Regions from separate parts of the Mus musculus genome. Here regions 1, 2, 3, 4, 5 and 6 are each linked to region 7. A link is a contact called in public ChIA-PET, HiChIP or PLAC-seq and promoter capture Hi-C data. All regions are on one chromosome and are shown on one strand. The core of a region is the stretch at or near the end of the contact, and the rest is flanking DNA. Distances in the headings are between cores, read along the strand shown. Region 1 overlaps Cep350 (centrosomal protein 350). Region 2 overlaps Stx6 (syntaxin 6). Region 3 overlaps Gm9530 (predicted gene 9530). Region 4 overlaps Mr1 (major histocompatibility complex, class I-related). Region 5 overlaps BC034090 (cDNA sequence BC034090). Region 6 overlaps Xpr1 (xenotropic and polytropic retrovirus receptor 1). Region 7 holds the start of Acbd6 (acyl-Coenzyme A binding domain containing 6).

The links. Promoter capture Hi-C pulls out the DNA fragments that hold promoters and counts their contacts. ChIA-PET counts read pairs in DNA pulled down with a chosen protein or histone mark. HiChIP or PLAC-seq counts read pairs in DNA pulled down with a chosen protein or histone mark.
Region 1: a promoter capture Hi-C map of liver shows a contact between it and region 7, with 2.4 times the contacts expected there. The contact joins the enhancer-like site here to the promoter of Acbd6 in region 7. A contact is called at or near these places in 10 of 39 promoter capture datasets (the 3T3-L1 cell line, the HPC-7 cell line, HPC-7-derived erythroid cells and 6 more), 4 of 115 datasets of contacts at active chromatin or transcription factors (the SCID.adh cell line, embryonic basal ganglia, embryonic forebrain and 1 more) and 3 of 9 other capture datasets (adipose tissue, liver and pancreatic islet).
Region 2: a contact with region 7 is called in a promoter capture Hi-C map of liver, with 2.5 times the contacts expected there. The contact joins the enhancer-like site here to the promoter of Acbd6 in region 7. A contact is called at or near these places in 7 of 39 promoter capture datasets (the 3T3-L1 cell line, the C10 cell line, the HPC-7 cell line and 4 more), 7 of 115 datasets of contacts at active chromatin or transcription factors (bone marrow-derived macrophages, embryonic basal ganglia, embryonic limb bud and 4 more) and 3 of 9 other capture datasets (adipose tissue, liver and pancreatic islet).
Region 3: a FOXA1 HiChIP or PLAC-seq map of pancreatic cancer cells shows a contact between it and region 7. The contact joins the enhancer-like site here to the promoter of Acbd6 in region 7. A contact is called at or near these places in 3 of 39 promoter capture datasets (the 3T3-L1 cell line, hematopoietic stem and progenitor cells and hippocampal neurons), 8 of 115 datasets of contacts at active chromatin or transcription factors (embryonic brain, embryonic forebrain, embryonic midbrain and 4 more) and 1 of 9 other capture datasets (liver).
Region 4: a contact with region 7 is called in an HNF4G HiChIP or PLAC-seq map of pancreatic cancer cells. The contact joins the enhancer-like site here to the promoter of Acbd6 in region 7. A contact is called at or near these places in 12 of 39 promoter capture datasets (the 3T3-L1 cell line, the C10 cell line, the HPC-7 cell line and 6 more), 4 of 115 datasets of contacts at active chromatin or transcription factors (memory CD8 T cells, pancreatic cancer cells, pro-B cells and 1 more) and 1 of 9 other capture datasets (adipose tissue).
Region 5: an RNA polymerase II ChIA-PET map of memory CD8 T cells shows a contact between it and region 7, with 37 read pairs. The contact joins the enhancer-like site here to the promoter of Acbd6 in region 7. A contact is called at or near these places in 7 of 39 promoter capture datasets (the C10 cell line, the HPC-7 cell line, liver and 2 more), 2 of 15 datasets of contacts at CTCF or cohesin (large pre-B cells and pro-B cells), 3 of 484 Hi-C or Micro-C datasets (CD4 T cells, cortical neurons and palatal mesenchyme), 17 of 115 datasets of contacts at active chromatin or transcription factors (the 230-238 cell line, bone marrow-derived macrophages, differentiating embryonic stem cells and 10 more) and 2 of 9 other capture datasets (adipose tissue and liver).
Region 6: a promoter capture Hi-C map of hippocampal neurons shows a contact between it and region 7, with 7 times the contacts expected there. The contact joins the enhancer-like site here to the promoter of Acbd6 in region 7. A contact is called at or near these places in 27 of 39 promoter capture datasets (the 3T3-L1 cell line, 3T3-L1-derived adipocytes, the C10 cell line and 17 more), 3 of 15 datasets of contacts at CTCF or cohesin (CD8 T cells, the NIH/3T3 cell line and large pre-B cells), 10 of 484 Hi-C or Micro-C datasets (the CH12 cell line, the HL-1 cell line, bone marrow-derived macrophages and 6 more), 32 of 115 datasets of contacts at active chromatin or transcription factors (the 230-238 cell line, the SCID.adh cell line, T-cell acute lymphoblastic leukemia and 22 more) and 4 of 9 other capture datasets (adipose tissue, liver, macrophages and 1 more).

Annotation. Positions count from the first base shown.
Region 1 is chr1:155,842,778-155,846,386 of GRCm38.p6, reverse strand. It overlaps Cep350 (centrosomal protein 350), which reads left to right. Exons shown (of 38, transcript NM_001039184.1): 38 at 1-1,423. Among named protein-coding and RNA genes, the nearest start is that of Gm51652, 22 kb to the left of the region's middle. Within about 2 kb of position 2,041, at least 45 of the 459 cell types and tissues checked have an H3K27ac peak or open chromatin away from gene starts, as enhancers often do. A contact at or near this core is called in the SCID.adh cell line, adipose tissue and liver, where this site is marked.
Region 2 is chr1:155,203,406-155,206,782 of GRCm38.p6, reverse strand. It overlaps Stx6 (syntaxin 6), which reads right to left. Exons shown (of 8, transcript NM_021433.3): 8 at 3,266-3,377. Among named protein-coding and RNA genes, the nearest start is that of Gm31102, 38 kb to the left of the region's middle. Within about 2 kb of position 2,007, at least 31 of the 459 cell types and tissues checked have an H3K27ac peak or open chromatin away from gene starts, as enhancers often do. A contact at or near this core is called in liver and pancreatic islet, where this site is marked.
Region 3 is chr1:155,073,729-155,076,893 of GRCm38.p6, reverse strand. All of the region lies in intron 3 of Gm9530 (predicted gene 9530), which reads left to right. Among named protein-coding and RNA genes, the nearest start is that of Gm9530, 8.0 kb to the left of the region's middle. Within about 2 kb of position 1,818, at least 139 of the 459 cell types and tissues checked have an H3K27ac peak or open chromatin away from gene starts, as enhancers often do. A contact at or near this core is called in hematopoietic stem and progenitor cells, liver and pancreatic cancer cells, where this site is marked.
Region 4 is chr1:155,137,342-155,140,946 of GRCm38.p6, reverse strand. It overlaps Mr1 (major histocompatibility complex, class I-related), which reads left to right. Exons shown (of 6, transcript NM_008209.5): 2 at 3,173-3,433. Among named protein-coding and RNA genes, the nearest start is that of Mr1, 7.7 kb to the left of the region's middle. Within about 2 kb of position 1,931, at least 90 of the 459 cell types and tissues checked have an H3K27ac peak or open chromatin away from gene starts, as enhancers often do. A contact at or near this core is called in adipose tissue and pancreatic cancer cells, where this site is marked.
Region 5 is chr1:155,222,514-155,225,716 of GRCm38.p6, reverse strand. BC034090 (cDNA sequence BC034090) reads left to right here. Exons shown (of 10, transcript NM_001370865.1): 5 at 1-806; 6 at 2,286-2,442. Among named protein-coding and RNA genes, the nearest start is that of Gm31102, 19 kb to the left of the region's middle. Within about 2 kb of position 1,361, at least 166 of the 459 cell types and tissues checked have an H3K27ac peak or open chromatin away from gene starts, as enhancers often do. A contact at or near this core is called in the 230-238 cell line, the HPC-7 cell line, bone marrow-derived macrophages and 6 more, where this site is marked.
Region 6 is chr1:155,279,964-155,283,543 of GRCm38.p6, reverse strand. Xpr1 (xenotropic and polytropic retrovirus receptor 1) reads left to right here. Exons shown (of 15, transcript NM_011273.2): 14 at 110-331; 15 at 2,474-3,580. The coding sequence ends at 2,534. Among named protein-coding and RNA genes, the nearest start is that of BC034090, 37 kb to the right of the region's middle. Within about 2 kb of position 1,878, at least 54 of the 459 cell types and tissues checked have an H3K27ac peak or open chromatin away from gene starts, as enhancers often do. A contact at or near this core is called in cerebral cortex, cortical neurons, epiblast stem cells and 5 more, where this site is marked.
Region 7 is chr1:155,556,292-155,559,553 of GRCm38.p6, reverse strand. It overlaps Acbd6 (acyl-Coenzyme A binding domain containing 6), which reads right to left and starts at 1,434. Exons shown (of 8, transcript NM_028250.3): 1 at 695-1,434. The coding sequence starts at 916.

The DNA.
Region 1 (3,609 bases), core at 792-3,291, 290 kb before region 7:
TCCATAGGCTCAGCGACCTGGACAGTGCCGAGATCGTGGCAGTGGCCGTCCTAACCTCCGCTAGCTGTCTTCACTATCCAAGAACCCTGCATTCCAGATGCGAGGCGGGAGTAAGCCAGTCTCCTCCTTTGCTAGCAATTACAGCTCCAGTTTGGTAGCAAAAACAAGTGAGTCTATAGAGTTAACAGGTTTCTTCCTATTTTAACTATTTGGATCTAACTGGGTGGGTTTACTGTTAGGGTCAGGAATGATGGATGTGGCTGCCCAGCCACTCACTCGGTCCACACTGGGGTCTTTTTAATGAAGCTCTGCCTCATAACCAAGAACCTAAGAATGCCCTCTTCCTAACTTTGCCCCTCCCCTACACCCGCGCCCTCCTGTCTGTCTGCATTGATTCCTCTAAACGATCTTTGCATCTGCAGTAATACCTTTTAGTATAGCACTGTCAGTACCTGGTAGTAAACCACCATGGAGGCTTCAGATTGACATCTGAGTCCAAACAATTTGTGCTATCCAGGGCAGTTAACTCTGGGTTAAACTAGTACAGGGTATCGATTCCCTCTTCAGGTCTAAACAGGAATTTTTACTCTAGGGAAAAGTGGAAAGAGCTCAAAAGTAGTTTATAAGGAAGGTGACTTCCTTCTGTGACTACAGGTCTCTGAGAAATTGTCTTTCAAAAGAGATTGCATTGCTCATAAGAGTGTTGTGGCCTATTGATAAAAACAATTTTGTTCACTTTCTTGTCTTGAAAAAAAAGTGGCCTTAGCTTTTTGCAATACTTGAATAAAGTGTGTACTTGCAAAAGAATTTCTGTAGCACAGCATTAGAGACTCATAACTTTTCTGCAAGAAATTCAAACTTACATCTTCCTTTTACTACCTTAAGAATACTAGTGAATAAAACATTAATTCAAAGAGCAAGTGATAGAAACTACAATGCCGTTTAATGCAAATTGTAGGAATTTACATGTTTACAAATCATCTTAAACTGGTTGTGCAGCAATTCAATAAAATCTTTGTATTATAAAAATGTGAAGAAAGTGTAAACCGGTGTAAAGGAAGCACCGTTGTTGTAACTAAGCTGTGGAAAAGCTTTTCCTTCTGGACTTTGCAACGCCTTCTTGGTTACACATTGCAAAGCATTCTCTAGGGGGCTCAGCCTCCTCGTGTGTACTGTACTGTGCAGACATGAAAAATAAACCCGTTTACTGTGTGTGTGTAAATAGCCTGATCATCAGGCCATCTTCAGCCAATAGTCACCCCCTGCAGCCCTTAGACGTCTGCACAGAAGCCCTAGGGTGTGGTTTGTAAGTACGCTCTGTAAAATAACTGGGATGAAGTCCCATGTATACCCATGTACATAGATTTGTTAACTAAAATGTACTTTAAGATGAAATCTGTAAATAAATTGATTTATAAATTAATTCCATGTCCGGTGTAAATTTTTCTACTCATGAGCCAAGTTTAGAGTTCTTCTGAAATTGAATTGTTTCTGATTTCTTGTTTTAGCTCAGGCACTCGTTCTTAGAGTAAGGGAGCTGGTGTGTAAGGTCTTAGAGTAAGGAGCTGGTGTGTAAGGTCTGTGGACCCTGCACACAGGTCCCAGCACAGGAAGCTAAGCATCCTGGTCTCTTGACAGCCCGTCCATTCCTCAGGTAATCAGCGAGTCACCTGTTCTTAGCAGTGCTTAGTGCTGGGAGACAGCAGAGGTGTGGAGCGTAAAGTCTAATGAAGGAGCATCATCAAAAAACAGTTTTTTTGAAAACCAGTGCCTGTTAAGCTGTCAAAGGCTGTAAAAGACGCATGCTCGGGGAGGGAGTGTGTTAAAATGGTGGGGCTGAGTCAGGAGAGGATTTCCCGGTAAATCTTAACTTGATCTCACTGTGTGGTCAAGCTGACCTCAGACTTTGAATACATACAACCCTCTTATTTGAGCTTCCTCTTTAGATAGGATTCAAACCTGCCAGGGTATCTGGCTCTTATGTTTTTCTTGGACATTGATGGGCTTCCTCCAACTCATGGGAAATGCCATTTCTCCCACATGACTCGTCTTACTCAACCTTGCAAAATAGCACATAAAGTTACACATAATGAAGTGGGCCGCTGTGAAGGGTGTAATTTATGTCTGGAAATAAGAGCTTGGGGGGAATGGAGCCAGATACAGAGAGAATCAAAGAATCCCCACAGTGAATTATGTGGCACCATGCGGAAGGGCCCACCATCCTCTCTGACATTCAGCTGTCCTGACGGCTAAGTCTGCTGTATCTTTAGCCCCTTGCCTCACTAAGGAATCCTCAGAAAACCATAGGCCCCAATGGTACCAGATAACAGTCAACTCACTAAAAATAACAACAAAGTCTGCATACCTACTATGTGCCAGATAATGTGCCTGGTGACAAGAACATGCTGGCTGGGGTTTGGGGCGGGGTGGGGAAGGGCGAGGCTGAGCTGCTATAACTTTGAATTGGGACATGGAGCATTGTCAGTGAACAGCCAAGAATGGTGAAGCGGCCACAGAAAGAAACTCCAGAAGAGTTCAGAAATCACATGCTAGGTGCTCAGAAAAGTGGGCAAGGTAGAGAGATTAAATTTCTTTTCACAGGTGGCTGGGCTGTGTGGCTAAGATCAGTAGGCAGATAAGAGCCTGCCAGTGTATGATTCAAGGTCACCCAAAATAAACAGGATACGCCAAGCTTAAGTGACACTGTTCTCTTACAGCCAGAGGAGAAGCCGAGTTCTAGATCCAGCCCCTGCAATTTCTCAGCCACCCCAACTCCATGACCAGCAGATCTATAATGCAGCTAGCTCTGATGAGACCAGCTGCCAGCATCCTGCCCCGGCTGCCCTAGGAAGACTTTCTCTTCATCTCTCCCCATTACTGTGAAAGACGAAGATCTGGGGGCATGCCAAGAGTCAGACACCAGAGCCTGAGCGGAAGTGTACCACTGAGTCTAAAGCAGGGAGCCAATCCCCTAGCACAGGCTGTAGAAAGAGGCATTTGGGTCCAAGGCCTGTTCTCAGCATAATTCCCACAGGTAGGGGGACTGCTTGTGACTAAAGCCTAGCCCTCATTGAAAGAGCGCACAGCATAGCACAGTACAGCATAGCACAGCACAGCACAGCACATACCACAAAATAATAAGCTCCAAACGTGGAGGATAGGGCTTGCTTAGCCTCCTCTCTCTGGATGATGCAGCTTGGAGCCAGGGCCTCCCTCTCATTTTGAGACCACCTATCAGGAAAACCAGATCAGGAAGATGAGACCCTCCCTAGAGAGTGACATTCATTTAACTAAGGCATGTGTCTGGAATAAGCCAGGGTTCTTGTTCTTGTTGGTTGGTTTGGTTTTCGAGGCAGGGTTTCTCAGTGGATCCCTGGCTGTCCTGGAGTGCATAACAGAGATCTGCCTCTGCCTTCGCCCCCGCCCCTGCCCCCGCCCCTGCCCCACCTTGCTCTGCCAGTGGACAACTGAGGAGGAATCTGCTGTCCCTCACTACCTTGACTAGATAGTTCAGGGAACTTCTAAGTCATTGTGTAGAGACAATGCCTTAGAGTGGGAGTGTGGAGTGAGTGGGACTTCTGGAGTGACAAATCCTTCCTTCAGCTGTGC
Region 2 (3,377 bases), core at 758-3,257, 350 kb after region 7:
TAGCTGAGAGCACTTGCCAAAGCCGGGGTGGGACTCAGTGGTACTCAGTGTGCTGTATGCACGAGGTCTAGAGTTCAAAAACAGAAAAAAGCAGAGCAAAACAGAAAAGCAATTCCAGAGCCTTGTCAGTGGGTGGCCGGCTGCCCTGCCCCCAGACAACCAGGGCACAGACACTCTGCTTTCCCTGGGAATAAAGACACCTGCTTCTCTCCAGCCAGAGCTCAGCTTCAGGGTCCTCCTCGCTGTCCACACATGGATCCCAGCGGAATCTCCGCTGACACGGAAGGCAAAGCTTGATCTTGGTCCCACCCCAGGGCTCAGGAAAGCGCAGATGGAGCAGGGGCAGGGCCCAGATATCTGCTCAGCTAACAGTGATGACGGTGGTCTTATTTCTCAAAGCCCCTGAGAGCCAAGTGGCCTTTCAGAAGAAAATTCATAGCCATAAGAAGACAGACTGTAAAATACACTTCCTCATAAAGCTCTGGCCGCAGTGGGCAAACCAGGTCCATGAAACGTTCATGTGAGGCCCCAGCGGGGGGCAGGCACTGCCTGAGCAGCCAATGTGCACTGCTAGGGGAAGAGCATGTCTGGATTAAGGTCACGTCAGAAGAAAAATAGCACCAACGTGTTAGCTGATGGCAGGGACACACGCACACACATACACACACACACACACACTCTCTCACGTTCTCTTCTTTCTCACCCTGCCCTGACAGCTGACTTGGCAGAAGCTATAACATATGGAGGATTTCCAAATGCAGCCAGTCAGCAGCCACCTGAACAGGCACCGTTCAGAGCTTCAGTGTTTGTCCGCAGGCAAACACGCCATGCCGAGGAATCAAGTTAGCATCACTCTGAGTTCTGTCACCAAGGCCAGCTTCAAGTGCCTTGACTTGTCCTAAAAGGGCTCCCGATGGCTAAGTCCTGCCTGCAGTGGCTATTCATCCTCTGCAATGGACAGCCCCTGGGTCAGAGCCCTGCTGCTCAGGCCATAGGAGCTGTTCCACTCCAAACTCACGCTTTTCTGGAATCAAAACCAGACAGTAAAGCTGCCCAGAGCGCATTAGTAAGAAACAGGTGACAGTGGCTCCCACGTTTATACACAGCAGACCAATCTCATCCTTTCTTTAAAAACTGTACATTTATATAGTGATTTATTTGCACGTGTGCCCACAATCCAGCACACGTGGAGGAGAGGACAACTCGTGGGTGTGGTTCTCTTCCTCCACCAGGTGGGTTCTGGGGCTCACAATCGGGTCAACTGGTTTGGCAGCAGGCTTTCCCATCCCCCATTGTTCACTCTTAAAGAGAAAGGCCATTTTCAGGGTAAGATCTTTTTGAAGGTTGGCAGTTGAGTAAGGGCATTTAAGACAGACCCCCTCCTATCTTACTAGGCCCCTCCCAGCTGTGAGGGTCCAGGGAGGATCCTGTGGCCGAGTCTTCAGTGGCCGAGTAAAGCCCCTTGTTGGAGAGTCTTCTCTTCAGGAATTGACTGGGGCGCACAGTGAGGGGCTGATACATTTGCGAACTCCAATTTTACGTTCTCTCTACTCTCGATGGACAAAATACACCTTAAAAAGATAAACAGAAGCCCATCGTTTCTACCAATTTGGGAGGGAGGCAATGCAGTCAGAGGGAGGGGGAGGAAGCGACAGCTGCTGTGCTCCACGTTCTATAACTTGCCTTCCAGATAGTCCATCTCTGTTTTGGTTACAAATTCACTTTGTGGCACAAGGTGAAGCCAAGCCACACCAAGTCCACAGAGGTGAACTCAGTCCATCCCTCCCTCGAGCTCTGGGCCTGCAGGTGCCATGAATGCCCCCCTGGTCTCACTCTGTGGGCAGAGAAATCACCCAAAGAAAACCCTTGGCTCCACTGCCTTTACTTACAGAAGGTAAAACACTTAACAGAGACAGATTTCTGTTGGAATCAGACTGGATTTCTCTTCACAGCCCTTACCCGCACGAGGTGAGAAGGCATGGAAGTTGCCAAGCTGTTGGCTACCAGACCCATCAGTCTGTTTAACTCTGGCTAAAAGCAGAGAATAATGGGCAAGTTGCCAAGTTTCCCTGTTTCAGCTCTAGCGTGAATTCTGAAATTGAGGAAAACACAACATGCGTGCTCAGGCATACATGACAATTCCATTTGCCAGGACTGTGAAGTCCAGGGCAGGCATCGCATTGTGATGTCCCAGCCCAAACAAAGACAAGATTAAAACAGAGGGCTGAGAACTAAAGGTATTTTGGGATCCGTGCTCTGGCAGGCGCTCTCAGTGGACTGTCCTCCGTCCCATCCTCAGTCGATGGGAAAAGCGTTCTTCCCGTAAGCACTCTAAGCTCTTTTGTTAGCCAGCATATATATCCCACCAGTTCTTTAATGTGATGGCTCCAAAACCAAGAGCAGCAGGCAGAGTGGGCTGGGGAGCACATCTGTAAGAGACACACACTCCTAGGCAGTGTGGGCCATCCCTGTGTTCCCTTCCCTAGTCTAGGACATATGGCAGAAGGATACCTTCAGCTCTCTGGGTCACTGCGGAAGAAAGGTCTGTCCTTGTTCTCTTTGCCCTGGCTCTGCAGTGACTGGCCTGGACTAAGCCGGCCGCCGCAGGACTGAGGTGCAGGCGGGAGCACCTGCGCGAGCAGCTCCTTTCTTGCTGACACGCCACGCTCAGTCCCAGCCTGTGTCAGGTCTACAACACTGTTAGGCCAATACCTTCAATCAGTGAGGTTGCCATACGCACTCAAAATAGATCCTACAAAATTAAAGCCAGAGTCACAAGTCTTCGTCCCTGACCATGCGGGAACCTTACTAAAGAAGTACTCTCTGAATGCGTCTGACCGACTCTCCTCTGCTAGCGGAGAACATGGCTTTAAGTGCGGCGATTTCAATTCTTAGACTGTTCACGGCTTTGTAATGTGGAGTGTGGGTTTCAGTACTCAGACAAGGCCCACATTGATTTTTAACAAAAGGCTTCTATATTTTAATGCAAATCTGAGGCCTGCCCATGGTCTATGTTCACAGAAGACTATTCAAAACTTTAAAATTTCGTGAAACAAAAATAACACAGAACCCTATATTGAAGCCCTTTGTACTATTCACATTTTCTCTTCATCTGAAAAGAACTAACATCACTGTATCTAACACCAGAGCTTCACGCAGACACGGTGCCGACCCCCTTTTGGTCTTACTAATCTTTTAGCTTTTACCAACAGGTAGATTTCCTTACCTATCATGATCCTAAACAAGATAAAATACCCTTCTTTTAAAAATTGTTACAAATATTTATTTAAAAGTGCAATTTGAAAGTTAGCTGGGCAAGCACATCATTGGGAATAATAAAACAAAACAAAAAGGGGACCCAAAAGTCAAAATCCCAA
Region 3 (3,165 bases), core at 569-3,068, 480 kb after region 7:
CCCTCCCTCCCTCCCTCCCTCCCTCCCTCCCTCCCTCCCTCCCTCCCTCTCTCCCTTCTTTCTTTCTTTCTTTCTTTCTTTCTTTCTTTCTTTCTTTCTTTCTTTCTTTCTTTCTTTCTTTCTTTCTTTCTTTCTTTCTTTCTTTCTTTCTTTCTTTCTTTCTTTCTTCAGGGGTTCTCTGTGTAGCCCTGGCTGTTCTGGAACTTGCTCTGTAGACAAGGCTGGCCTAAAACTCAGAGATCTGCCTGCCTCTGCCTCCCAAGTGCTGGAGAGAGAATTTCTCTGTGTAGCCCTAGATGTCTTGGAACACTCTCTGTAGACCAGGCTGGCCTGGAACTCAGAGATCTGCCTGCCTCTGTCTCCCCAGTGGCGTAAGGCTTTTTCAAAGAGCTCATGTTTCTCAGAGGTCCTTTCCTGATACCCTCTACTGCCCAGTCTGGAGGAAGGTGTTCCTTCTGAGTCCTCCGGAGGAGTGTGTGCAGGCCCTGGTCACAGCTGCTTCTTTCTTTGATTGCATTGTGGTGCATCTTCGTCCTTAGTCTCTCCAGCAGGGAACCACTTTCTTCTGGGCCTCCTCAGTGTCTAGCTGAGAGCCTGATGTGGAACTGGTGATTTGTTTAGCTGCTAATTGTCCATGTCCCCTTGTCCCAGTAGAGTGTAAGCTCCCTGTGACCAAGAACTTGTTTTTCTCATTTCCTCTTAAACCTGGTATTTATCACAGCCTGAAACAAATATCTGTTGAGTGAATACATAGAAGTCACGGGCTATGATTCACTTTTTATTTCCCCTGGAGTGCCCTACTGACCTCATGTGAGGTCCTCCGCATACCGAATGGTTTAGTGGGATGTATGTCCAGTGCTCAGCCTTACGCAACACGTTTGGTCTTCTCTGCTGGGTTCTTTTCCAGTCTGTGCTGCTGTGCCCTGTTCCATGGAGGACACCTAGCTCTGGGCATGAACCGTGAAACACAAAGGAGTGAGACCTCATGAGCCTGACCTGGGGCTAGAGCACAAGACACGGATACATGCTAATCCCCCTTTTGTATCATTTTGATATACGACTCATTTTTTTTTCTCAAATGGGGTTAGAGAGATGGTTCAGCAGTTAACAGCTCTCGATGGGCAGTTATGGAGACCAAAGTTTACATCCCAGCATCCATGGTACCCCACAGATGATGTAACTTCAGTGCTAGGTATTTGTTTGACAAACCTGGCCTCTGTAGGTACACACACCTGTTTCTCTCTCTCTCTCTCTCTCTCTCTCTCTCTCTCTCTCTCTCTCTCTCTCTCTCTCACACACACACACACACACATACACACACACACACACACACACACACACACACCCTCTATCAAGTAAATGTAAGAAGCATGCTTTCTTGGTATCACACCCTCAAAGGTGTTCCTTGCCTGGGAGCTTTTGTTCCATGCTCTGGGAAGAAACTTGGGGGAAACGGCTTAAAATAACCAGTTTCCACCGGCTCTCTCACTCTTTCTAACTTTGGGTCAAACTCTGACTTCTCTGCTTCTCTTTTCTCAGCTGGGAAGTGCTTGTTTCCTGCGCACTGCTCTGTGGGGTTTGGTTATGTTCAGCTCCTGCTGCATCGGCTGCAGGCCACTCACTAAAGGTGTCTTTCTTCTCTTCCTCAGTGGTTTTGTAAAATGGCCTGGCCTCCTGGCTGGAGAGACCTGGTGAGCAATGTTGTTGAACATGGGCTTCTCTCTGGTGGGAAAACCAGACCAGGAGCGAAGGGTGACTAGGCCAGATGACTCAGGATTTGGCAACTGGAGCATTCTTTGGAGCATTCTGTAAACATTGGTCAATAGAGTCTTGCAACATGCCCCGCAGGTGGGAGGCGGGAAGAAACAAGGGTGTGGAGGATGTGGAGGCAGGGAGGAGGCCAAACGTGTTGCTCACAGAGGACAAGGGTGACGGGCTGAGACGTTTGCTCCTTCGCCACACTGGCAGGAGGTACCCTCTCCAGCAGGCTGCAGTGGTGATCAGTTCTCATGGTCCTGGTCTCTTTCTGCCCTCTCCTCTTTCCCACCAACCTCACAGAATCCCGCTCCCCTCCCCCCTCTGAGAGTAATTCCAGTGTTCTTTAAGCTCCCTTCCCAAACTTTATACCCCAAAGCCACAGAAAATCAAAGTCCAATATCTGGGCTTATTATAGGGGCTGGAACAAGGACTTGGGCAGCAGAGGCTTTGCCCAGCCCTCTCTCGGTTAAGTGAATATATACCTCTTCAGCCCGCAGCTGTGCTTTCTGCCCATAGGTTCCTGGGAAGCTCGTTGGGAAATACTCAGGAAGGTGGGTGAGCTTTCCTGGCTATTAGTTATTGCATCTTGAAGTCCTAAGGCTTCTGTATCCTACCCACCATGGTTCAACATTGAGCGGGGATCCCAGGGCATTCCCTCTTTCCTCAGCAGCCTGTATCACTCCAAGGCGATCACAAAAAAGGGGAGATTGGGGCCAAGGGGCATGGCTCTCCTGTCTTCTCCATAGAGGTGGGCCTCTCCTCCCAGAGATGCCTTCTTCCACTTCAAAGGGATTGGTTCCTGTCCTCCTGGGAATACCTAACTGGGCTGGGCCCTCTGCAGAAAGAAAAGAGAGGTCAACATGAATGGACAGCCCGGCTGAGCGTATATCCGCTCTTCCTCCTCCCTTACTCTGCCTTCTGCCTTCTTTTTTGGTGGAAGCTAGAGGCAGGAGACCTCAGGCCTTCTCCCACGTGGCCAGTGAGTCACTAGTCACACTCCTGCCTTTAGGGGCCTTGTGGTCAGGTGCCTCCGAGACCCTTTGTTCTGCTCATGGCTTACGCTGATGGCCCCAGGGGCCTCACTTCCTCAGTCCCTAGGCAACTGCTGGCTATGGAGGCACTAGCTCTAGTGCAGTGAGCCAACTAGATGTGGACTTTCTCTCCAGGGGAGTCTCTGAAGGGGGAGGGGAGAAATGGGGGAGAAGGAGGATGACATCAGGGAGGAGATGGGCCATGAGAGCCAAAAGCCTAGTCGCCAGGGATGTCCTCTGTAGTTCCAGTCATTTCCAGATGAGCACACTGGTAGTCACACATGAGTATTCCGCTTGCAAGTCATCACAGGTGCTGGGCTCACTTAGTCCAACTCCATCCCATTCCTTCTCCCCCTTTCCAGTTCTTTCCCCCTCT
Region 4 (3,605 bases), core at 682-3,181, 420 kb after region 7:
ACAGATAACAGGTCTTAAGGTTGGCTAAGGGTTATTATCGTCCAGCACAATTCTAGCCTGAGCCCTCTGCTTTCTGACCTGGAAGGATATGAGGAACCGTAGCACAAGCTCCAGCAAGCCCAGACCAGGCTGATCCCAGCCACTCTTTCCTCTTCTCCATGGACTCTACTCCTTTATTCCATGAGCCAAAACAAATCCTTCCCCCCTTCGGTTTCTATCATGTATTTCTCAGTAGGGACAAGAAAAGTAATTAATACAGTGGCTAAGAAGTCAGACTGGCACATTTGTCAGTTTTAGACTTGCCGTTAAGAGCCAGTCTCTTGACAGTTGTTAGGAGAAGGGACTAATGGCTTCTGCTGCGTGCAGAACCATCGACATCACTGCATGCTTTGAGGAGTGTCCCAAGGTTCTTTTACCTAAAATACAACCATTTACTTCTCTCCTCATTCCCACAATCCCCGGGATCTCAAAGAGTAGTTATCAGAAATCACAATCATTTTTACCGTACTAAGACACTGAGCTGCTTGAAGAGGGTAACAATAAACTGTTCTTTATTGAAATGGCTACCCAATCAGAACCTCCTACCAACCTGAGGAAGATCTGCTTGGGCTCTAGGGACTGGAAGATCAAAGACTGAAACATGTCTGACACAAGGGGGCAGGAGAGAGCACTTTAATCCAGGCTCTGGAAGAGTCTCTCAAGCAGAGTTGAGTAGTCATAGGTAGAGAAGCTCCCGATGTGAGAGTTCAGCTTTTGATTTCTGGTTCCTTCACTGTGGCTTTTAAGGTTGTGCTTAATTTAGTTAATTTTGAGTAATGTACTTAATCTCTCTGCACCTTCCATCTGTGGAATGGGAATGATGGGACCTACCTTGATGGATGTTATTGTGAAGGCTGGGGATGTAGCCCGATAGATAAGAGTTCTTGTCTAGCTTGTACAAAGTCCTGGGATCAATCCCTCGTGCCACCTGAACCAGATTTGGTGATTTGTGAGGCAGGAGAATCAGAAGGTCAAGGTCATGGTTGACTACATAGACAGTTTGAGGCCAGCCTGACATGAGACCATGTTTTGTTTTGTTTAATTATTGTGAGGAATGAATGAAGCCAATGTTGCTCAAGGGTTTGTATAGCACTGGCCACATGGTCCCTGCACAAAAAATAAATACACGTAAATAGTGATGATGGAGGTACCTGCTGCCCTTTAGGCCTCACTGAAGGTGTAACTGGTCTGGCTTGATCTCCTTGGAGGATTTCTCAGGAACACTCCTACTCCTACGTGAGCAGGGTTGCTGTCTTGCCTACACCCCATAGGTGCCTTTTTTGTTTGTTTGTTTTTGTTTTTGTTTTTGTTTTTGTTTTTTGTTTTGTTTTGTTTTGGTTTTTCAAGACAGGATTTCTCTGTGTAGCCCTGGCTGTCCTGGAGCTCACTTTGTAGACCAGGAAGGCCTCAAACCCAGAAATCCACCTGCCTCTGCCTCCCAAGTTAAAGGCGTGGGCCACCACCGGCGGACTCGGTGCCTCTTTTGTGACACTTGTATTTGTTCTGTTATATAAAAATCCCCAGTTATACTGTAAATTTCTGGAGGGAAGAAGTGGTACCTGATTCATTTTCCTCTTCAGATGTTGCATCATAGCTTGTCCATGGTAGATATTCAATAAAAACAAGTCCGGGGTTTTATATTCCAGTAATTTTCCTTAGATGTTTGTCAAAAGTGGCCCAACTGCTATTGTACCAAGTTAAAGAGACAAGGCTCGGGGTGGGCGTGGGGCTGGGGGTGGGATGAGCCAGCACTCTGGTGTGAGAGATGCTTGTTGAGTTGAATGAACTCCCCAGAAGGCCTAGGAGATTTGAGTAAACAGTAAGTGATCCTTGAAGAGCAGTGTGACTGGCCCAGCTAGACAAAGCCAAATGCTAAGCTCATAGATGTCAGCTCCACAAGTGAGTCATGTTGGTGACTCATGGAAAGGGGCCAACCCAACCTGACTTCATAATCGTTGGAGCAAGAGGGGGAGCGGAGCAAATGGTTTCGAAATCACAGTCTGTGTAGAACAATTTTAGTCCTTCCAAATGATTCGACCTTAGTAGTTATATTAAATCTTCAAATATCTGGGCAACACATTCTGGTAAGATACGAATTGCCACAAGGTCTGGCATGCTATGAAGGGGAGTGTAACAAGGACTTTTCTTCATCTTCCCTGGTCTGAATTACCGACTTCATATCTGTCAGCCGACATCCCTGGATCATGAAGTGCCATTTTAGAAGCCTGGCTAAGGGCCAGGCACAACTTATACCTGTAGAGGCACCAGATGGGTCCCACAGAGAATGAAGAGAAGGCTGTGGTGTCCTTGGCCAGCATGCACGCCCTCTCTCCCCTTGGCCTGCTCAGCTCTTGACCCTGAGATCTTCTCCAAGATGTCACCCTCTCTATAGAACCTTTCCTAAGAGCCCACATTGACATGATAGCCCATATACGCTACTTCTAAAACCACCTTCTTTTACCTATACTATGTCCTGAACTTCTTGCACTATCTAGGAGTTCATTTCAGTTTACCTTGACCCTTACTGATGATCACAATCCTCATATTGATATTTCAATGGACGAAAAAGTAGAAAAATAGTAAGAAAGTAGCTACCAGGAGTGGTTGGGTATAGCAAGAAAAAGCATGGTGCTTTTGAAAGTATTTTCTGCAGGAGGCCTGAGCCTTAACGGCTGTTCTGACTCTGTTTAATCTGGGAAGAAGGGTGTATACCCCAGTATATGTAGCTGGAAGATGGTAGAAAGATGGCCCTCAATTATCAACCCAGAGGCCTTATTAGTAAAACAAGGGGTTGGACTGTCAGGGTTTTCTTTCCCTCAGAGGCTCTGGGGGCTTCTTGAGGCACATCTCCACGCCTGCCCCATCCCCACCCCCACCCACCCAGTGAATAGTTTTGGTTCTTCCCCCAAGACCAGAACATCACACTGTAAGTTACTTACAAGTGGAGGTTACCTATAAAGTTTCTTCTTCAGTCACACAGCTGAAGTCTTTCCAGATCGTAATTACTAGGATTCTATAGTTGTGTTGGATAAAATAGTGGCTAGAACACTGGTGAGGGGAATGCCAGGGAATGCGGTTATTACATTCTGTCATCTGTGACTCTCAACGCCTTCCTTCCTTGTCTCCTCCTCAGGGACCCACTCGCTGAGATATTTTCGTCTAGCTGTTTCCGATCCTGGTCCCGTCGTCCCTGAATTTATCTCTGTTGGGTATGTGGACTCACACCCTATCACTACATACGACAGTGTCACTCGACAGAAGGAGCCGAAAGCTCCATGGATGGCAGAGAACCTGGCACCTGATCACTGGGAGAGGTACACTCAGCTGCTAAGGGGCTGGCAGCAGACATTCAAGGCGGAGCTGAGGCACCTACAGAGGCACTACAACCACTCAGGTGTGACTGTAGCAGAGATGAGCACTCTCCCTCACTGGCTACTCCCCAGAAGACAGGCCCTGGGCTGTCTACGACAATTTCACTAGTTGCTTATATTCTTTGTAGAAAACTTAGAAAATCAGGTTGCTGGAGTTCAGTGACCACCATCTCCCCCATGACTCTTCCACACTGA
Region 5 (3,203 bases), core at 112-2,611, 330 kb after region 7:
GTGGCATGGGTCTAGGCCCCAGGGAGGTCCCAGGTGGTCCAGAAAGGCTGAGGCGGAGCTGCCCTGCGGCCTTCAGGCCTGGTCTCACCTGCCCCAGCTTGATGATGGGGTTGTAGGAGGGGAGGGGAGAGAAGCCAGTGGACACATACCTCAGGGGACTCTGTTTCCAGAGGAAGATGCTGTGCCTAAACCTGCCTTGGAACCTAAGAGACCTTGGTCCCAGGGGCAGCTTGGACCTCGGTCAGGAAGTCACTGTGCCCACCCCGAGGACTGCAGATCTCCATGCAGGACAGCTTATGCTGTGCCGTTTTCCAAGACACGTGGGTCCTCAGGATCAGGCCAACCACCAGACCAAGTTCCTGAAAGCCATGAGTCTCTGAAAACTCTCTGCACTTCTCCCCTCCAACGGAGCCATGAAGAGCCCTCTGCACCCCTCCCAGCCTCACAGTCAACATTGACCCTCCCCGAGGAAGTGCCAACCCCTCCTTCTTTGAGGAAATCCCTCTGCCCTATGCCTCCGAGGAAGTCAGTCCAGAAGGGGCATCACTGGCAGGAACACCAGGCAGAGCATATGGATAGCCCCCTGCCTGTGTCCCCTCCAAGAACTGTGGTTCTCACGCGACCCCAACCCCAACCCTGTAGCCCCCAAGTCAAGCATCCACTGCTGGACCTGTTCAACAACAACTCCAGCAGCAGCATCCCTCTAGGGCTGCAGGGGCCCTCAGGAGTGGCTGTCCACAGGAATAGATCTGAAAAGGACCAGTGCTGTCAGGAGCCTGTGCTGCCTCTGGAGAGCAATGGAGATGGTAAGGACTGCTGTCATTTGCTCTCCATCCTAATCACCTTAGGATAAGGCCCATAACTCCCCCTCCCCCCAGCCCCCAGCACCTTGTGGATCCCTCAGAGCAGCAGCAGGCCTGCAGGATGTAGGGGAGCACCAGCTGGGTGCAGGACTTAGCAAGAGCATGGAGCAAGTTAGCCAGTGTTCTGTGCTTGGGGGATGGGGAGCAGGGGCTTGGACCTCGGTGGGGATGGAGCCAGATGGGAACTCTGGGGTGTGTAGGGGAAGCTTCAGTCCACAGCTGCTGGGGCCAGGCTTTGTGGGCATTTGACTCTTGTAAACTATGAGTAATCTACTGTTGTTTAGAAGAGTGACTACCGACAGTCACCTGCCTCTTCCACCTTCTCTCTTCTGTGCTTTGCACTGCCTTGTTCACTGTTGGTCATGCACCCTGTACAAGCTCAGACCTGTCCTGCGCACTGTGGGAAATTACTCAAGCAGGCTCCCTGCCCTTAAGGTTCTCTGTGGTCACACGTGTCTGTGGGGTGCAGTGACCAGCAGGGGGAGCACTACAGCAAGCTGCCGCTCTGATCCCTCCGTGGCCCTGGTTGTCCGACCTGCTAGTAGATTCTAATGGGCAAGGCTGCCAAAGCTCCTTGCCCTAGGGAGGAGGAGTCTCGCCGTGGGCAGATTCTGTGCCCGCTCTGATCCGCACTGCTGTGATCCCAGCGGACAGCAGTGAAGTTGCTGAGGCAAAGCCTCTCCCCCCTAGTTGTTCTGCCTCCACCCATCTCCCGCCCTCCACACCGAGCTCAGCTGTGCCTCCCTCTCCTGTGTGGGCTCCAGGCTGGTGTGAACCTAGCCACGTCCTGCAGACCTTCTGAGATGCAGTGACCTTTCTGGGAACCCTGAGTCTGCACTTCCTTGAGAACTTAGTGAGGATTCTCTTATTAGTGACAGGGCCCCTGGGTAACCGCTTCCTCTCTCTATCCTCATGTTTTCTTATCTAGACGGGGAGGGTTAAGATACAGCCTGTCTCGTGGGAACCACAGGGCAAGTCTATGAAGGGTTCAGTCACCCTTCATATCACCAAGTGCATACAATGGACCCAAGATGGAAGCTATAGTAAAAGCTGTGGCAATTTTAGATTGTTTCCCCAGTTCTCGACTGTGTCCCTTGACACGGAATGGGCATGACCTACCACAAGTAACTAACACTTAACAAATACTTATTAGGTGCCCAGCTGGGTGATGGGGTAACAGTAGTCCACAGTCCTCCATAGCACCCCCACTCTTATCCTCAAAGTTTCCAGTTTAGCAGATGCTCAAGGATGAGCCCCGCCTCCTTCACTGACTGCTTCCTGGGCTTCTACTGCTTCTGCTCCTACGGCTCCCACCTCTCCCCGGCATCTCCTGCTCCTCAGGTCAGGCTGGGAAATGGGCCTTTCCCCCGTGTGACCTGTGGGGACAGTCATGTAGCAGGGGCGGCTCTGTGGCTGTTGCAGGAACACTCCAGGACTCTCTCCAGTCAGTGGATATCGCCACTGTCAACTCTACAGCCATCACCCTCGCCCTTACCTCAGAGGAGCCTGAGCGCAGCCAGGAGTGGGGAGGAGGTTCACAGAGGACAGGATCCAGCTCTGGGGGCCATGTGCCCACTGGGTGAGTGGCAGGAGCAAGCCCTGACGACATAAGGCATGCTGGATGGGGACATACCACCTGGAGCATAGTGTCTCTTAACTTCCTCTTCCAGACCCAGAAGGCCCTAGACCACATCCTGGTGCCCTAAACCACCCTCCCTAATTCTGTGTGTGTGTGTGTGTGTGTGTGTGTGTGTGTGTGTGTGTGTGTGTGTGTGTTGTACATGTGTGCTCATAGGGAAAACCGGGTACACGTGTGTCTGGGGACACATGGCTGTACGTATCTAAGTATATATACAGGCCAGATGTTAACATTGGGGGAATCTTACTTAGTTGCCTCACACCGTGTGTTTGAACCCCCAACCCACATTGTCTCTGCCTCCTGGAACTGGGGTTACAGACGTGCTGCTCTGCGTGGCCTGGCTTGTAAGTGGGCACTGGGGATCTGAACTCAGGTCCTCAGGCTTCTATGCCACTTCTATGCACTTGACCTACTCCAGCCCCACCTTTGCTAATTCTCTTTATCTGACGGACTTCATTGAGGCACGGAGTAATATCCCCACCCTTGAGCCCCAGCTACTAATGATACAGCTGAGGGCCACAGCCCTCAAGGTGCTCCCAGGATGCAAACTGATCCCCTTCCTTGCACCAGCTGAGGCCTAGCCACCTGAGACCTTGCTGGAACCTCCTTGGACCAAGTTCAAAGCCTAGGCAAACCTGGTACTTGTAAGGGCTTTCCCAGCTCCAGACTGTATCCTGTGACTGCACACAGCACTCGGCCTC
Region 6 (3,580 bases), core at 629-3,128, 280 kb after region 7:
GTTTTGTTTTGTTTTCTCCTTAGTGAGCAGGAACTTGAGCCTCCTGGAGGTTTACCAGTAGTAATATATTCAGATCTTAACATGAATGTCTTTACCCCATTTTGTTTAGGCGATTTGTGTGGAACTTCTTCCGTCTGGAGAACGAGCATCTAAATAACTGTGGTGAATTCCGAGCCGTGCGGGACATCTCTGTGGCCCCCCTCAACGCGGATGACCAGACACTACTTGAGCAGATGATGGACCAGGAGGATGGGGTTCGAAACCGCCAGAAGAACCGGTCGTGGAAGTACAATCAGAGCATATCCCTGCGTAGGCCCCGCCTGGCTTCCCAGTACGTAGAGTAGAGCACTCCTGTGTGGCTAGCAGCGGGTAACATTAGCTAAAAAGCTACTAGACTGGACCAGGTGAAGTTGCTGGCATTCAGCCATGCTTCCTCTTCAGACAGTAGTAACAAACCAACCCATGAGGTCAGACTTGTAGTATATCTTCAGGAGCACATGAGACACGCCAGGGTGTCTATCACCTACTGAGTAGGGATGTAAAGGACCACAGGAAAAGTGTGCTGGGAAATGACTTACCTGATTCTTGAGCATGACATGTGTGTGCAGATAACCTTCGAGTTCGTTTAGAAATCCTATCATTTGTGTAACCTTGTCTTTAATTCCTGTTAGCACTCTTCTGTACACTGGGATGTGTATAGTTCAAAGAGAGATTAAGAAGAATCAATTTGCTGGGCAGTGGAGGCACACGCCTTTAATCCCAGCTCTTGGAAGGCAAAGGCAGACAGATTTCTGAGTTCAAGGCCAGAGTTCAATCTGGTCTACAGAGTGAGTCCAGGACAGCCAGGACTACACAGAGAAACCCTGTCTCAAAAAATCAAAAAAAAAAAATTTTAAAGAATCAATTCATTATTTGTGAAATTTACCCAGCATCATCACAGAAAGACTTGAGCAAGCTGAAGCTACCTTATGAAGTCCATAACTAGGATTCTTACCTGCCACTGACTTTGTGTCCCAAAGCTAACAGTAAACATAAAGCATATGGTGACTGCACTCGGTGTTGAGAGAATAGAGAGAGAGACAGCAGAGTAGGTTACGATGAAAAACGTAAGTTGGACATTTTTCTGAAGGTAAGGGAGTGCTTGGACAAGGTAAAGACTGTGCCTGTGGAAATGGAGAGTAGGAAGGAAACACATGTGCTCAGACAGTAGTGAGAAAATGTAATTGGATGGGCTCATCTGAACTGACCCACACCTGTAAGCCCAGCATTTTGACAGTGGAAGCAGGAGGATCATAGCTACACAGCAAGCCCAGGCCAGCCTGGTTTACACTAGATCCTATCTCAAAAACAAACAAATAGCCAAAGACTAAAAACTGCAGGCTTCATCTTGTAGGGAAAGAAAAAGAACAAAACAAAACATGTTCTTCCAAAGAGGAGTGACAGGAAAGGAGACTGTGTCACTGCACAGTGCAGTAGGAAAGGGAAATCGGGACAGTAAAGGCCTGGATCGGGTTGTAAAGTCGGGTACAGGAGCATAGAGGAGATGAGCAGAAGGGGCTACAGTCCGGTGAGTACAGAAGCCCAGGCCTACCAAAGCTTTAGCTAGAGAGTGGGAATTTTCTGGAAAGAAAGTAGAGAAGGAAAAAGCAGAAAAGAGGAGAGTGAGTCTTAGGGCAGAGGAAAGTAGCAGAAGTCACAGTGGGAAATGAGCGGGAAGAGCACTGACTCAGCTGCACTCTGTCCAGGGAGGCACGGCAACCTGGGGTGCAGGAGCGCTGTGGGTAAGAGGGTGCTGAGGAGGTGGCTAGCCTCAAGGCCTGGAGAAAAGGCTGACAGACCAGAGCTCCTCACCGTGAAGGTCTCATAGCTACCAGCAGAGGGCAGTCTAAACATGGTTTCTGATCAAGAGGGAGGCTCTTGGTGCTAGTCTGTTCATTTCAGGGGTTTACAGGGAAACGCTGGGAAACTAGATGGCAGCCAGAGGAAGGCAGTTAGAAGAACAGGCTTAAGGTACAAAGAGTGCAGGGAATCTAAGGTGAGACCTGAGTCTCAGCTCTGACGTCATAGATTCATACAGCCTTAGCACAGCCTTAGCCTCCTGAATGTCAGCCTCCCCATCTGTCAAGTGGGAGTAACAGATCTCCTGTCAGAAACACTGCCTTCACTGTTGAGGCTAACGAGTGTCGGGTTACCCAGTCCCATTTTTATTCGGTACAAGAATCTCTGCACAGCCTCCTAAATCAGCAGCGCTAACAGTTTGACCGAGGCTCCTGGCTATCACTGTACCAGTGCTCAAACTCAGATCCTTGTTTCCGGGTACTGCTCCGTCTTTAATTCAGCCTACTGCTGTTCCTACCTCTCCACTTGCAGTACATAGCTCCTGGGTAGTGTGCGTGCTTGCTAGTGGGAAGAGTGGACCCAGCAGCACTGCATGGGACTGATCATACATGTTCATTTCCTCTGATCACGCTAGATCCAAGGCTCGCGACACTAAGGTATTGATAGAAGACACAGATGACGAAGCTAACACTTGAATTCGCTGAAGTCTAGAGTAACATCCTTGGTTTTCTACTCTACAATCCTTTCCTCGACCAACGCAACCTCCAGCACCTTTTTCCAGCTGAGAACAGGAGAAAACAGAACACGTTCCCGGGCTCTTCAGATCGGGTCCTATGGACTCCGAGCAAGCTCACTGTGTTTCTTTTCTTTTCTTCTGGTTTAATCTTCATTTTCTATTTTTAAAACAAATACTTCATTTTGCCAATCAGAAGATGTTTTAAGGAACAAACACCTACTATCTTACGGATTGTTTACAATCACAAGGATACAGAAGCCCATCAGGATGAAGAGAAGCTTTGGAAGGAACGTCTGATGCACAGCCCAGAGAGCTCAGCTTCGCCGGCCGGTTTTGACTGTCTGAAACCGGACACCGGTTTTTAAATTTTCTGTCAGTTTCTATGGAGAGTTTTTCCCTTCCTTCATAGCCAGTGCAGAGACACTGGCAGCACTTGCAGGGAAAGTGCAGCTTGGAGCAGCACCTCCTCCACAAAGCTACTTTTAATTCGATGTGACTTTTCTCATCTGGGGAGGGCTTCGGGTGGGTGGGGAATATGCTGTATTCGTTACATACAGTTTCTCATTATTTATGAAACTTAACCATAAATGAATGCTACTCCTGTGAAGGGAGGCAGGAGGAACTAAGGCTCACTGGCACTGCGGAGGGTCAACCCCACACACCTCTTTCAGGAAACAACTAGTTGATTTTTTTCCCCTCATTTGTTTTAACTTTAAACCAAAGTTTTATTGCTAAATTTTAAGTTGCTGCTCTAGAGTCCCAAGCATCACTGTCATGACCAGGCAGGCATCCCCCTTGCATCCCAGTGGTGGAAATCCAGAGAAAAGGCTCTGACTGTTGTTTCTCTAGGAACAGGTGCAGGATACAGTCACCCAAATACCAGTCACAAAAATGACGGTTTGCCACGTGCTTCTGCATGTAGAATTGTAATCTTTACCAGTGGAAAGACAGGCCTGTTTCAGGCCCCTCACACTTTATTAGACATTTCCCCTTCTGGTCTCACCT
Region 7 (3,262 bases), core at 185-2,684:
ACCTAACCTTGAAAGATAAATTAGTCTTATGTTTATAACTCAAACCTGTCCTTACTTTATCGGGTAAAATTCAGTTTTAGAGACAAAAACTACACTTTAATTCTGATATATCCATGTAACTTTCTAAACTGCCTACTCCCCTGGGTTTTCTATTTGGAAATGAAAGTGATTCAGGAAGCTGAGTGGAGAGTTAGTTCATCACCAGACCTCCATGTTACCTGCATGGAGCCCTTAATTTTAAAAATGTGGAGGGACTATATCTAGCAGGACCAAATTCAGCCAAAAACATAACAACTATATTTAGAGTTCCTAAGAATCATAATAGTAATATTGTTAGCATCTTATACACAGTAATGTTCTCTTAAATTTCAAACTTATTATTAACATTACCATGTTTCCTATCACATGTCCTTCTGGCAACAGCGAATGCCAAATTTTATTTTATCATCCTCATTTTGTAAAGGTTCAGAGGCAAGGCCACTGAAACATTGTCATTCAGTGCCCGGCTACATAAATATTCGTTGGATATCAGAGAGATTATTCCATGTCCAGAATGATGCTATTCTCCAGGGTAAAAAACAAAAACAACAAACACACACATACAAACTTCATTACGCTCGACCATTAGCCACGCAATCTGCTACTAAGTTTTTGGAGGAAACAGCCCACGTCCTCTCATCCACCCATCTTTTACCTGCTTGAACCTGGCATACAGGTACAGGAGCTGCTCCCGGCTGGCTACCTGAACCAGGCCTTGGACGTGTGCGGCAGCCTTCTCAAACAGCTCGGCCAAACTCCGGGTCCCCTCGGCCTCGGGGGTCTGGAAGGATTCCATATCACCAGAGTCGTCCCCGGAGCTCAGTTCCCCACCGCTGTCGCCTGTGGTGGCCCCCGAGGGTAGGAACGGTGTGGCCATGTTCACTAGCTCGCTGTGGCCGGTCCTCCCCGGTGTGGCGCGGGTTCCCGGGCCTGATCCACCGGTCCGGGTGCGGAGCTCGAGCGGGAGTGGGAACGCAGTGAGCTGTCTGGCGGTCTCAGGTGATTCTGCCACTCCGCCTACCCGGGCGCACAGGACCGCCCCGTCCTCCCCCGGTTTCCCCTCGGGCTTCGCCCGGGTCGCTCCAACGGTGCGGGGTCTGGAGGCCGCTCGGCTGGAAGATGAGGGGAAGCCGGCGGCGCGGCGCGTGCGGCTGGGACGGGAGCTGGGAGGTGAAGCGGGGCGCGAGCTCGGCGGGTCGGACGCGCACCCGGGCACGCGCCGGTGGATACGGGGCCCCGCCTGCTCCGCTAGCGTGGGTTGCGGCGGCCGCGGTGCGGGATGGAGATACGGGCCTCGGTGACAGACAGGGGACGTCGCTCGTGGTTTTGGGGGGGACTTCGGAGTCACAAACTCCGGAACTCACCCGGATAGGGCCCCCAGGGGAAAGGGAAGGAGGCGGTCCATTAGTGTAGCTGCTAGAGTAGAGTCGCGGGAAACAGAGAGCTGAGGACAAAGGTTCCGCCGTTTCCTAACCACCCACTCTGACTTAAAATAGCGAGTCACCAACAGATGGAAACCTTCCTTCACTGCCCCACCGTGTGTCTAAATGGTTAGATGACTCTCTCCCATCAGTGTTTTGTTTTCCAAACTTGCTGCCCCCTCATTTCCCAGCGCTTTGAGAGAAGGCATCACCAGGCCCCCAAACCTGCATCATCTCATCTCAGTTGTGCCTCACCAGGCCCCCAAACCTGCATCGTCTCATCTCAGTTGTGCCTGTGCTTCTTGAAGTGAAACCCAGTTCTATAGCTCTGCCGGAAAGGAACAGATCTTTCCACGTCCAGCACACTGTCAAAAAGAAAAAGTGTATGCATACACAAAGTTCATTACGTCTACACGCAGACCGTGTACATTTGCTATCAGTTTTTACGAAAAGCACGTTTTGGTACTCTCTCCTGCAGGAATTTGAGAACCCCAATGTGGAATGTCGCTTGAAGAAACTGCTCTCAGTTTTTGGGGTGTCTCACATCAACTGTGTGTGTGTGTGTGTGTGTGTGTGTGTGTGTGTGTGTGTGTGTGTGTGTGTGTGTGTTGTTACTAGTAGTACTAGTAGTGGTGCTAGTAGTAGTAGTAGCTTTCACCAACCCAAAAGCTAAGAATGTCGTCAACTATCTTCTTGGGCCTGTAGGAAAGTTTTCCCCGTCTCAGTGTTACTGCTTCTCTGTGTACCCGCCAATGTATTTTTAGTTTGCTTTGATTTATGACTTTCTTTGTTCTGTAAAACTATGAAACTGTTTCCACATTGGAACTTGGAATTTGGGGTAACCTAAATTTGTAGTCACTCGAAGTGACTCCAGAATAAACTATTATTTATCTTTAAGATGAGTGTGGTGATTTGAGTAAGAGTGGCCCCAATAGGCTCATATACTCGAACGCGTGGTTATCGGGAAGTGGTACTACTTGTGAAAGATTAGGAGATAGGGCCTTGTTGGAGGAAGTGTGTCAATGAGCTTTCAAAAGCTCAACCCAAACCCAGTGGCTCACTCTTCCTGCTCCCTGTAGATCTGAGATGTACACCTCTCAGCTGCCTCTCCAGCACCACGTCTGCCTTCGTGCTGCCATACTTCCACCATGATGAAAATGGACTAACCCGCTGAAACTGTAAGCCAGCCCCAATTAAATGCTTTCTTTAATAAGAGTTGTGGTCATGATGTCTCTTCACAGCAATAGAAACCCTAACTAAGATAATGAGGGATGTGATTTTGGTATCAGCAGTGGCTAGTATGTTCTAAATATGGTAGAGACACACACTCATGTGTAGTCATTTATCACTAGTAGCTTAAAACTAATAAAAACACTAATAAACATAAGGCTAATAACAAAGAACTACAAAGAATGGTTATTGATTGACCATTTAGGATTAAACTTTCAACAGAACTTTGAACAGGATAAGTGAACAATGAGAAACAGGAAGAAGTTAAATGGCTTGGGTCTGACTTTCACGAACATTCTTTGAGAATAGAGAATGTTTCCACTATTAGTCCCTCCACAAAAGGAAAAACAAGGACAAATGCACACCTTATAACATGCATAGTGGTTTGAATAAAACTGGCCCCCATAGGCCGGTAGAGAATGGCACTATTACGAGGTGTGGCCTTGTTGAAGTGGGTGTGGCCTTGGGTGGGTGTGGCCTTGTTGGAGGACATATGTCATGGGGTGGGGGAGTGGGAGAGTTGTGGGGTAAGGGGTGGGCTTTGAGGTTTCAGAAGTTCAAGCCAGGTCTAG